Regions from separate parts of the Anas platyrhynchos genome. Here region 2 is linked to region 1. The links are chromatin contacts, called in public Hi-C maps. All regions are on one chromosome and are shown on one strand. Each heading gives the region's core, a stretch centred on a gene start, on an enhancer-like site or on the middle of the called end of the contact. The rest is flanking DNA. Distances are from core to core; before and after follow the strand shown.

Evidence for each region. A called contact is a pair of places that touch in the nucleus more often than the background predicts.
Region 2: a contact with region 1 is called in a Hi-C map of small yellow follicle, with 2.9 times the contacts expected there. The contact joins two enhancer-like sites. A contact is called at or near these places in 2 of 8 Hi-C or Micro-C datasets (skeletal muscle and small yellow follicle).

Annotation. Positions count from the first base shown.
Region 1 is chr11:9,213,782-9,219,558 of IASCAAS_PekinDuck_T2T, forward strand. KLF13 (KLF transcription factor 13) reads left to right here. Exons shown (of 2, transcript XM_005027978.6): 1 at 1-243. Among named protein-coding and RNA genes, the nearest start is that of KLF13, 3.3 kb to the left of the region's middle. Within about 2 kb of position 3,295, at least 5 of the 8 cell types and tissues checked have an H3K27ac peak or open chromatin away from gene starts, as enhancers often do.
Region 2 is chr11:9,271,745-9,277,521 of IASCAAS_PekinDuck_T2T, forward strand. OTUD7A (OTU deubiquitinase 7A) reads right to left here. Exons shown (of 16, transcript XM_038184715.2): 14 at 2,945-3,059; 15 at 2,641-2,725; 16 at 1-719. It overlaps LOC110354193 (a long non-coding RNA gene), which reads left to right. Exons shown (of 5, transcript XR_002405861.4): 3 at 4,279-4,340. Among named protein-coding and RNA genes, the nearest start is that of KLF13, 61 kb to the left of the region's middle. Within about 2 kb of position 2,992, at least 2 of the 8 cell types and tissues checked have an H3K27ac peak or open chromatin away from gene starts, as enhancers often do.

The DNA.
Region 1 (5,777 bases), core at 2,045-4,544:
TCGCTCCTAAGGAGTTTGGGGAAGAAAGCGTGTCTTCGGCTGGTAAGCGTGGAGGAGGAAAAGCAGCCACACCTACTAGCCTGGCTGCAGTAACTGAGCCAAGCCCCAGACAAAAGAACAAACGCGGGAGAAGCTGGACTGACCCCGGATCACCCCAGAAAAAGCACAAATGCCACTATGTGGGGTGTGAAAAAGTTTATGGCAAATCTTCCCATCTTAAAGCTCATCTAAGGACCCACACAGGTTAGTTGCAATCCAGCCAAAGATTTATTTGTTACAGCTCGGTAATTAAGATGTTGAAAAACAAAAACAAACTTGTATTTGGCCACCATTACGGTTTCATCTTTCAGAACTCAAGCTTGGAAAAAAACAAAAGCCCTCTGGGAATAAACCCTTACTGGGCATAGATTCAAAGCTAATGTTGCCTTTTATTACTTAATATCACAGGGAACAGTGCGTGGGTCATCTGTGTGGATCCTACCACACTGTAATTTTTAGTTGTTTTTCTTGTTTGGTTCATCTTTGACTTCCCCTTTACAATGCTTCTTACCTCCCCCATCTACTTTTTCCAACACTGTGCGCCTGTCAGTACCTTTATACCCGCTTATCACTTCCCATACAAGCATCAGTACTCTTAATAGTTTAAAATTAAATGTTTGAGAGGCACCCGAATGACCGTGTTTCTGTTTCTTTCTTTAGAAGGCAATTTTGTGAAGCTAGAGCAGGCAGGAAGGCAGCCGAGAGGCTGAATATGAGTCACAAGGAGATACTGAACATAAATGTAGAGGGACATGGGCAGCTTCCGAAAAAGCTTTTAGCAACTGGGTAAAACTGATTTCAACAACAACAATAACAAAAAAAAAAACAAAAACAAACAAACAAACAAAAAAAAACATTTGAATGCAAACAGTATCTCTTCCTGATTAGTGTTCACTTGCAGGTGAAGTCTCATCTGACTGCTTCTTTGTTGCTATCGTAACTTACCAGACATACACACCTAAAAAAAGTTGAAGTCTTGCGAGCACCATAGAAGTTACTGAAAGAGTTAGGAGTACTAGATTGAAAAAGGCCCCGTGACGTGCCATACTTGGTGCCTCTGCCTTCTGTCGTGGAACAGGACGGCCTACAGCTGCGCAGGGAGCTCCAAAAACCGAGGAGACTGATCTCGGCTGGAGACACTGGTCATAGTATCTATGACAAAGCACCACACAGATGAGAACAAACTTAGGTGAGCTGTCCAACTGAGTTACTTCAGACAACAAATTAGTCGACTAAAATCCGTGATCAGTTTCTGTATAAAGGACGTTAAGGAAAAGATCCTCAGAACTACACCTTACAAATGACTCCTGAACCATCGTAGCTCAGAAGTGGCAGCCTCACCCACACCAAACAAACCTCTTCAAGCGTACCTAGCTTTTCCTGCTGCCTACCTAAGATGAAGGAAGAGCTGTTCTAAGCTGAGGATGTTTGCTTTCTGTGGCAGAGAAGAAAGCCCCATCAAGTTTAAGCATATAGATGGACAATTCCCCATGCGGCGCGGCCGAAGGAACAGCATGTTCCTGGCACCCTAGGCAGCCTGCCCTGCTTTGCGCTCTGCGGCTGTGCCTTGCCTGTTCGGAGTTCATGAGAAAAGGTGCTTGCTCTCAGGGAATTTTCTCCATTGACTTTCAGTTCTTTTGCACTTATTTCTGGCCTTTGCCATTGTCCTAGAAGCAAAAGATAAACTTAGCCGTGTTTCTGGGCTCTCAAACCAACTGGAAGCCACGGCAGGGAACTCCTCTCCCCGATGAAGAGGAGGCTGGGCCACGTCCGCCCTGCAGGGAGAGGAGCGGGGGGAGTCGTGCGCCAGGCTGCCGCTGAGCCGAGTCATTCGAGGACACTGGCTTGCCTCCAGGTTCTCTCAGTTTTTTGTTGTCTGTTTTTTTTAACTCTTCACTTCCTGTATTTTTTCCAGATCGGCAGGGCTTAATTCATTCTTGCTGTAGCTAACGGCGCAGAGGAAGAGAACCATGTGTGTGAGAGCTAGAGAAAAAGCGGGGAAGGGACTGGTTTTGCCCTGGGAGTGGCAGGACCCTCGGGGACTAGAGCTTCTTTGTTTTCTCGTGTCTCCAGTGTCTGTGTGGGAAGCTTTAAACAAAGCTGCCAAGTTTTCCTCCTCGCTGGCAACAGGTCTTTCTCTGTTTGGATTCTGTTTTAAACAGGCTTAAATGCTTCTTACTCATGTTGCAGAATGCTTTCTAGGGTGTTTGTGCTTTTTTGTTGTTATTGTTTTTTAAAGAAGTTGTGACAGGCTTGGAAAAAAGTTAATATGACACTTGGAAAAGCTAACAGAACATGCAGTGACTTCCAGACGGTTTTGTTTGTTTTAACTACAAAACACATAGTGGCTTTTACAGGATTAGAACAAGGGTCTTCGGTCTCCTCTGCTTTCCAGTGTCCATAAACTTACTTGGGTAACGCATACGCATCAGCCTGCCAGGGGTGTCGGATAATGGCTGCCGACCCCACCAGCAGCACACAAATGGTACTTTAAACCTTTCAGGTAAGCTGCTGGAGTGACTCCCTAACCCAGTTACTAAGAACCACTCAAAAACTTCTGCTATGGATTAAAACTTTTTCCATGTGCTGTATGCCTACCCCAGCCAGTAGTTAGGGGCAAACTGAAGAACAGTACTGCAGGCTACAAGATACTGATGATAGTGCTGGAGGTATTTAGATGGTGCAGTTTATGACTTGCTTTAGAAGCTCGCTTGTCGTTGTCTGCTACTGTGCTCACAAATTAAAGATTTTGCTCTTTGTGTTCAGAGCAAGGGCAGACTTTATTTTTGAGGTTGTAGTGTGGCAAAGAGATCCCTAACCTTTCAAGTGTTACTCAGTTAAAGCCAGTCCACATTGGTAGGGACTGCAAGCTGGCAGTGTTTTCTGGCTGTTTGATGGTCCACGTAAAATCTGATTGTTTTAGCCAGATTTTAATGCTCAAATGTGCCAAACATACACAGTAGTCTACAGGATGCTTGTTATCCTATTTCAAGCTGAAGAAACGAGGTGGAACAGCCAAGGAGGCATTATCTGCCTTTTGTCCTTAGCCCATCGCTTGGAGTACAGGGTTTTAGATTGAAGTTCCCTGTTAGATCTGAATGTGCTAGAACAAACTGTAGCGTCCTGTACACTAGCAAGTGAAACTAGCTCAACCTTCGGAATGCTTCTTCTTTACTAACTGAAGACAACCTTGAGCAAGGCAGAAAGTACTGTCAACAAAGTCTCTGGAGCCCTCCCCCCAGCGTACAAACCCTTCCCCTCCCCCTAGGTTTCTTTTCATGTTTATATTTTCCACCCCACCCTCTCACTGGATGTCCTGGAGTTTAACATGATCATCAGCCACAAAGCCCTTGAAGTTTTAATGTTTACCAGAAGGTTATATTTAGTGTCAGTGGGTAATGTCAAGTCCAGATTCTTTTCCACTGAGGTTCCCGTGGACCTCAGAGGCTGTGTTGTGATCCACAAATGCAGCACTCTGGCCCAAGCCGTAGTGATCCCATTGAGGCAAAAATTCCACTGGCTTACCAGTTTTAAAAAAAAAAAAATCCCTCCTGAGAAAACTCAAAATAGAAAGAGCTTTCAGAAAATCAGACAAACCATTTACATGACAAAGTTCTCCTTCCTCTTAAGCTGATTTTCAGTGTGGGCTCACTAAAAAGGTTTGGCAATTCTCTGGAGTCACTGGAAACCAGGTTGTCTCTGATAAACCAGTGGGAAGAAACAGATGGTGCAGAGCCTAATGGCTATCTCAGGCCAGGACCTCACAGAGCACTGTCAGGGCCTGCTGTGTGCTGAGAGGCTACAGGGGGCACCAACTTATTCAATTATACTACATACAAACACATAGGAAAAAAGACTACATTTTGGGCAGGGACCTGAAGAACCCTGTGTATTGCAGCCCTCCCCAAAATCACTGTGACCTCTAAGAGCTTTTAGCAATCTGCATTACACGCAGAGAAAGCACAGAAGAAAGCTTTTAATTCCAGCGAGATTTCTTCCTGAACTTACTAATTCTGCTTGCCGTCCACTACACCACAATGCAAGAGCAAGTTTCCAATTATTAGAATTGAATGTGTTTGTGCTGATTAGCATATGCTAAAGATGTGGCCACCAGTTGCAGTCTGAAATATTGCTGGGAGAGCCTGGCAGTGACACAAACCCATGGGCCAGGTGACTTCACGGTGGCTCCTTTGTGCTGTTGCTTAACTGTCATAGCTGCCTTCGCCGTGGCTGCCCAGGCATAGGAAGAGGAGGTGGCCACCCTGGGCGCATTGTTCTTGCTCACAGATGTCAGGTTAGGGCTTGTTGAGGAGAAAGTGGTCAAGGCTTTCGTTGGTCTCTAGCTGGCAGACTGACTTCGGGCAGTGACATTTTAATTAAACCTGCTTAACCTTGCAGTAGTCCAGCCTGATCTGCCAGAGGCACCAATTCAGGTAACTAGATTGAAGAAGGATGTGTTATTATTTTTATTGAAGAAGGATGTGTTATTAGTATCTATTATTTTTAGTCTAACTTTGATTCATTAAGTATTAACTAAATTTGAATAAGTAGAAGAAATTGACTTATTTCCATTCACTTGCTTATCTTAACTCTCTATAATGACAATTTTAAGGGCAACACTGAGAAACCCATATGAAAAAAAAAAAAGTAACTTAAGGACCCTTTCTTCTCGGTTACTATGTAATTTCCATAAGCAGAATTTTTCTAATGATTTCGTAACAGGGGTATATGAACATGGGGAAATTCATAATATGTTTGGTATTTGAAAGCAACCTTCTGAAATACAATGCAGTCATTCTCACAAGTGTAACAACAGCATAACAACTAGGTTAGAAAAATAAAGTATTTGACCTGTGTTTAGATTGGTAAGGTTTTAAAAAGGAGGATGGTTTTCACTTTCAGTTCTAGCAAATCTGCTTTGTTCTAACTACATTAAAGCACAGCAGCAAAGCACAACTTCTTTGAATCTGGTCCAAATCAAGGTGCCACCTAAGCTCATGTAAAGAAACTGATTGACAGACATTAGGAGAAGCAAGTTCACATGTCAGTGAAATAAATTTCATCGTATATTTTAGCACCTGGCAATTACCAGAAGCTTAGCTGGCTAGCTCAAAATCTGAGCGAGGTTTCCTTTTAGCTTGCCTGTATGCACACAGTGGCTCCAGAAGGGGCGTATGCACATGGGTGGCAGGCAGGCAGTGTTAGTGAAGAACCAGACCTTTACAAGAGAAGGCTGCGAGAAGAGAAACTTGATCTACTGCCTCCTGTGCCACCATGAGCAGCGGAAAACAGGGCTGCAGGTTATGCTTGGGTGTAACAGCAGGAAACGTGTGGGTAGCACTGGTTCAGTCCATCCTCTAAGTTGGCAGCTGGGCTGCTCTGGATGCCAGGAGCAAGCATGGAACTGCCCACACTTTGAACACGACACCAGAAGAAAAGGGTCTTGCCCTTTGAAAGAAGAAAGATCTTTCCCCAATGGTGGTTTCCCACAGGCAGGAGGACTGGCTAAGTGAACACGGTCCTCCCCACGTCACCCTGCAGTCTCAGTTCTAGCAGCTAGGCCTCCTGTTTTTGACTTAGATTAAAAGTTAGGAACGGCTGGCTGGCTAGCTTTGGATGCCTAACTCACTGGCATTGGCATACAGCCAATTTATCAAAAAGCTCCAGGGTACTTCTAAGGCCATCCTGCCCTATAATGCTTTTCTGCTGCCCTCCACCTCTTCTCCTTACTGAGCATG
Region 2 (5,777 bases), core at 1,742-4,241, 58 kb after region 1:
GACCCATTCAGTGCAGCCTTTTTCTCAGCATCCTTTCTTTTCTGTTCCTGCTCTGCATTGAAACGCTCCTGTGCGCTGGTCAGGTAATAACCTATCATCTCCTCGTGGAACTGATGCCTATGGCTGGTCAAAAGAAGGCCAGCAAAAATAAACTTGCGTTCACCCTGCATGGCAGCTCTCAAAATATTGAGGCTGAGTTTCACATCAGTGCTGTACTTCCATGGGTCAGACTGCTTGTCGGAGAAAGATTTAGTGTTCATCTTCTCAATGGGTGAGTTGCTAGCTCTGTCAGTAGGAGATGGAGTGGTCTTTTCAGACGGAGAAGTGCTTGCAGACTGCCCAGATTCCTCTTTGCTCCCTTTTCGAGACTTAGACTTCTTCTCTTTGACTTTCTCTACAGTGTCACCATTTTTCCCATTTCCTGAATTTGCCCTGCTCATTTTGCCATGCACCAGGCCTCCGAGACCACCCATATTCTTTTTCAGTTTAATTCCCAGGCTTTTACTGAGGCTTCCAATTTTATTGGCAACTGAATCCGTCCTGTTTTTGTCTTTATCTTTCCTCTGTTTGTCCTTTTCTTTTTCTTTACTGTTTTTGCCATTATTGCCGTTGGAATTACTACAGATGGAATCCCGGTCCGAGTCCATTGAGTCAGCCAGAGACTGAACATCTTCCCCAGCTGAAGCTGTAGGGGATTCTGGTTGAGCCAAAGGGGCCTGCTATGGAAAATTAACTATAATTAGGTACAGCAAAATCAGTTTCATATAAGGAGTCCATGCAAAAAAGACAAATCTAATATAGACTTTGACATTGATTTTAAAAGCCTACTTTTTAATTTACACACTGACACTTTAGACTTGTTTCTTCACTTATTTGGCTGTGCTATCTATCTTGCTTGATCTTACAATCCTGGCTCATTTCAAGCACGTTTGTAGAGTAGAGGTCAGTCAGCCAGCCGTTCTGTGAAAATTAGTGTCTGAATAACAGGGAAAGGCAAGTTAGTGCTCCTGTCAAGGGGTCTGCAGCTCAGCTTCCCTGGTTGCATTGACTAGCAGAGCGGCTGGCCAGTGTATAGAGCCCAGCCACTGCATTGGAAGCATCCTCAGTGCTTGCTGCCTCTCAGCCAGGCGGGAGACAGCCTAGAAAGAAACTGCTACCACTGTGATGGGAAGGAAGCGAGGTTCTGCCGAAAGCTGTGAGGGGGATGCAGCACACAAACCTGTCTGCAGTAATATTTCAAAATACACGATGTTCACAAAACAACTTACATAAATTAATGTTCAGGTTCCTGTACATGAAAACTGAAGTTACAATGCCTCAGAGCTAAACAACTTGCCTGACATGTTAAATATTAAACTTAAGCAAACAGACTGAAGAATACAATGACATATCTATTTGTTCTTTATCTATTTGTTCTTACTGGAAATACAATGCAGGTAAAACTGATGCAAGGAGTGTGAGTTCCGAGTTAGGTTTTAGATAAGGTGATAAAGCATCTTCTTGAAAATGCAGTTACAAGGATCCTAAGAACTTTAAAATTTGGCTGCATTTATTTAGTCCTGCAAAACTTAGTCTTGCATTCAAACATCATGAAGCTATAATCTGCTGAAGTTAAGTTCAAAACATGCATACAAAACATAATGAAGTAGAATAGCTCTGGAGATGTATTTATTTCCACTACAGAAATGTGCACCTCTTGTCCCCGAGTGCTTAGATGTTGTTTCTCTAGAATCCCTGAGCACCTCGTCAACCAGCTGGGAGCAGAGCTGTCACTTGGCAAAGGTGGAAATGAATGCTGAAGTGACTTGCCCATGCTCGCATGGCAAATCCAAAGCAGGGAGAGGCAACCCTGGTCCCACAGGTTTCAGGTTCACAGCTTACAATTACAGGACCATTTTGCCTCTCCTTTTTCTGATGTGGTGGCTACCACATTAGGGTGAAACTGTAGAAAAATGGATTTTTTTCCCCTCCTGCAGCTTGTTAAATCCTGTCTCCTTTTGTGTTGTGTTCCTCCTTTCAAATACCATCTGTGTAGGCTGTCTAAATCACCTTCATCCTCTCCTAGCAACCTTTTGCCTCTAGACTAACCTCTCAATCTATTCAATGTAATTTGCAGAGAAATTTGCAGCTGACAAGGTGCCAGCTGGGCACAGTTCTAAAGCAGTTTTCTGAAAGAACCAGGCTCCAGTTCAGTGCCAGTCTGCGGCCTTTTGTCAGCCACTCTACACTGGGAGCTGTCCAGGAGTCCAAATCTGTTCTCAAAAACAGAAAGGATGAGGGACTGGTGACATAACAGTGGCACCAGGAGAGCAAGCCAAAGTTCTGAGAAAACTGGCCAGAGAAGGATTTTTTTAAGGTTTTTCTGAACTGAAATAAATAAAAGAAAGATAAAGCTAGAAAATACACTTCAGAACAGAAATACGAGTTGCAAAAATGTACAAGTAACTGTTTTAAAAACAAAAACCTATAAAAGCTGCAAGCCAGATGGCAGTGACAATGTGCCACAAGTGACTTGCCTCTGCTGCTAGGACACTAGGTGGTTCTAGGCAGCTGCCCAGTCCATGCAGCCTACTCCACACAACACCCTGCTGTACCTCGTTATCACTGATTTGGTTTAAATTAAGGAAAAGTTTACCTTACCCGTGTCTCAGATGGTATGCGTATCCATGTTACATTCATATAGCTGTGCAGAAGATTAAGCTTTGCCTCGAGAGACAGAATCAAACTAAGGATGAAAACAGAAGGGAACAAACAGTCAAAAACACTCCAAAAGAGAAAGCAATACTTCACAGGGAGAGGCCGCACTGCTCAGCGTAACAGCAGCCTCCCACGCAACCAGAAGACGTGAACAAAGCCCTCTCTGTTAGCAGTTCTCTCAATACTTAGATCAGGTATGGCTCAAGACATTTTACTGCTTAATACTGAAGTTACAGAAAGGTCTTACTTGGCCAGTCTGGTGTTATCATTGTCATCTTTTCCCCACTCCCAGTCTTTCCCAGGATCAACCGCAAAGTGCAAAGGCAGTAGCTTGTGTTCAGAGTCAGTCAGGGGGATCACCGCTGAAGTAGAGAAGAAACAAGGATTGGAGGGGAAGGAACAAAAGACCTAGCTGTGAAAAGCACTTACAAATAAGAAGGGTAAAGAAAAAGGCCAGAAAACAAATGTGCTGCAGAATTGTCTCATCTGTATTTAAATGCTTGTGTGATAAAGAGGGGAGGGAGGGGGTAATGCACTGATCGCTGCTGGCATGAAGGATAGTCACCAGTGGAGGAGGGGAGACCTCTGGGAGAACAACATTGCCATTTTGTAATGCACAATAAACATTTCCTGGAGACAGAACATCAGAACAGTACAAAGCAATAAAATGTTGAAATATTCCACCCGTCCTGCCTCTCACACAAACGCTCACACATGGTAATTATTTTGCCTTTTCAGGTTAGTACCGTTTGGTTTTCCACTGTCAAAGAATAAAGATAGCAGCATTATGTGACAAAGCAAAAAGTAGTTACAGGGCTTTGGGACTCAAACTGTGAATTAGTGTAATTGAAGAGCAAAGATCAGCATATAGATGGGCTAAGAGGTCAGGTTAAGTCCTGTCTTGCGTGCGGTGTTAGGACCATTACCGCTGTTATATCCCAGCATTACTGTCTGGGTGTTTTAGCGCTTCTGTTCTCTTGCCTCTGCTAGAGCTCTCTGCCTTTTAACATATCTCAATGACTCTGCTTTATACTCAGCATGAGAGGGACTGCAGGCTGGTTTTACAGAGTGTCTATCATTCATCACCAATAAACTAAGAGAAAAGCACCGTCAGCTTTAATTAAAGCCAACAATTTGCTTCCATTTCATTAGAAAACACACTTAAAGCTGTTGAGGGACTGGGGTGGATCCTCAGCACGATGCAGGTCACTGCTGTTCCTCTGACAACCAATGAAGGAATCTAATTTTCTGTACTGTAGGCTTTAAGGACTTTGCCTGCGTAGTCATTCCAGCCAAGCCAAGCAGCAAAGAATCAGGGAGAAGTCACCCAACAGCATGGCAGTGATTACTGAAAGTTTATTGCACTTACTGCTTATGTGTTGCTTACAGTATTTCCTGCATTTCAGAAAATACATGTTGTCAAAAACAAAGGCACAGTATTTTTGGTTAAGCATTGCTCTCCCCTAGCAACATGCAGGAAATATAATCTGCATTTTTGATTGGCATGGTGAAGTCAGTATTAGGTTCAGGCAGCCTCACAACAACTGCAGAAAATACGCTTATTTTTCATCTTCTCTGCAGGTTGGATAACGAAGCCATAAACTCTACAAGTGTCGGGGAAACGTTGCCCCCTACTGTTTATTGTAAGTAATTTCTGAAATATTTTCCCCCTATTAACTAACTGCAAATACAGTATAGAACAGCTGGAGATTCATCAACTACAGCTGCCCACGTTCCTTTAAGATACGAGCACAGAAGTGAATATTGTAAGGGAATTTAGCTCCAAAGGAAACTCAATGGGAATAACAGAGTCCAACTCTATACAGCGCAAAATACACTGTAAAGCTCGCTGTTGAAGCACAAGAGCATAAAGGTAGAGCAGGGGTGGGAACTGAATCATTTTTATTAACACTTATTGTTGTAAATTTGAGGGCTTACCCTACTGCATTCCGTGCAGTTTTTGCAGCAAAAGGGGGTGGAATAACTGAGAACACAATTAACTGATGGTGTTTCTAAAGGAAATTGGATATTCTGCCAATTAAGTTAATTATACAGAGAGCAGGTACTGACTGGATTTACCAATGACCTCACGATGCAATATATCTACCACCTAAAGGAAGAAGGCAACTTAGGAAAGTGCTGCATGGTAAGCTTACAGCCTAGCAGGGCCCTTCTGCTAGCACCTGGCCACATGGCTACAACCCAGGAGAGAACCAGAAGAGTGATCCTGGGGCAGGCAGAGGGGGCAAGCTCGGACCTAAGAACTGCTATAGAGTGTATTTGCCTCTTTGAAACAAAGCCTTAGAAAGTCAATTTGATTTTCTTTTCTGACAGCATAACGCTAATTAGTTTTCATGTAGTTCAATAATTAATAATTTACAGAAACAAATTTTAAAGGAATCCTTTCTAAAGCTAGCTGTTTCGAATAGCTAAATGATGCTAAAAATGCACCTTTTAAAATGCTTACTGATAATAAATTTTATTAAAACCTTAATTTCTAAGTACAAAACAAAGCTTAGATGTGATTGCCTATAAAGTGTCACTGTTACCTTATTTGCATGGTATGACATCACGGTCTCCATCTTTACACAGGAATTTATGTTAACTAAGTTTCTCAAACTGAGTGGAATAGAAGCCATATACTCATTTTCTTATGGGTAGTTTGAGGTTGGTATGACACACTATCATCTTCCTGCAAAAGGTATCTTCTAAAGTAATTTTGGAGTTTTAAAATTCTAAAATTTATAATTTTAAAGTCCTAGTGCTAACAGATGGAATATGTCAAAAGTAACAATGATTATTTCCTCCATGTCAGTTTGAAGACACACACCAAGGACTTTCTTGCTATTCTTAAGTTTGGTGCACTGCCTTCCATGCTGTGAAGTCACAGGGTTTCCTAGCACTCATTTTCATTGGCATGAAAATGGCATTGTTTTTCTTCTTCATAAAAGAACACTAAGCATTTCTCAAAACCCTATAAAAGCAAAATGCTGATGCAGATGGTGATGTACTGCTGTTAAAAACCACCGTCAGGACTCTCATGCTTGTTATTGCAACCTGGCAGTGGGGAGCTGTTTCAC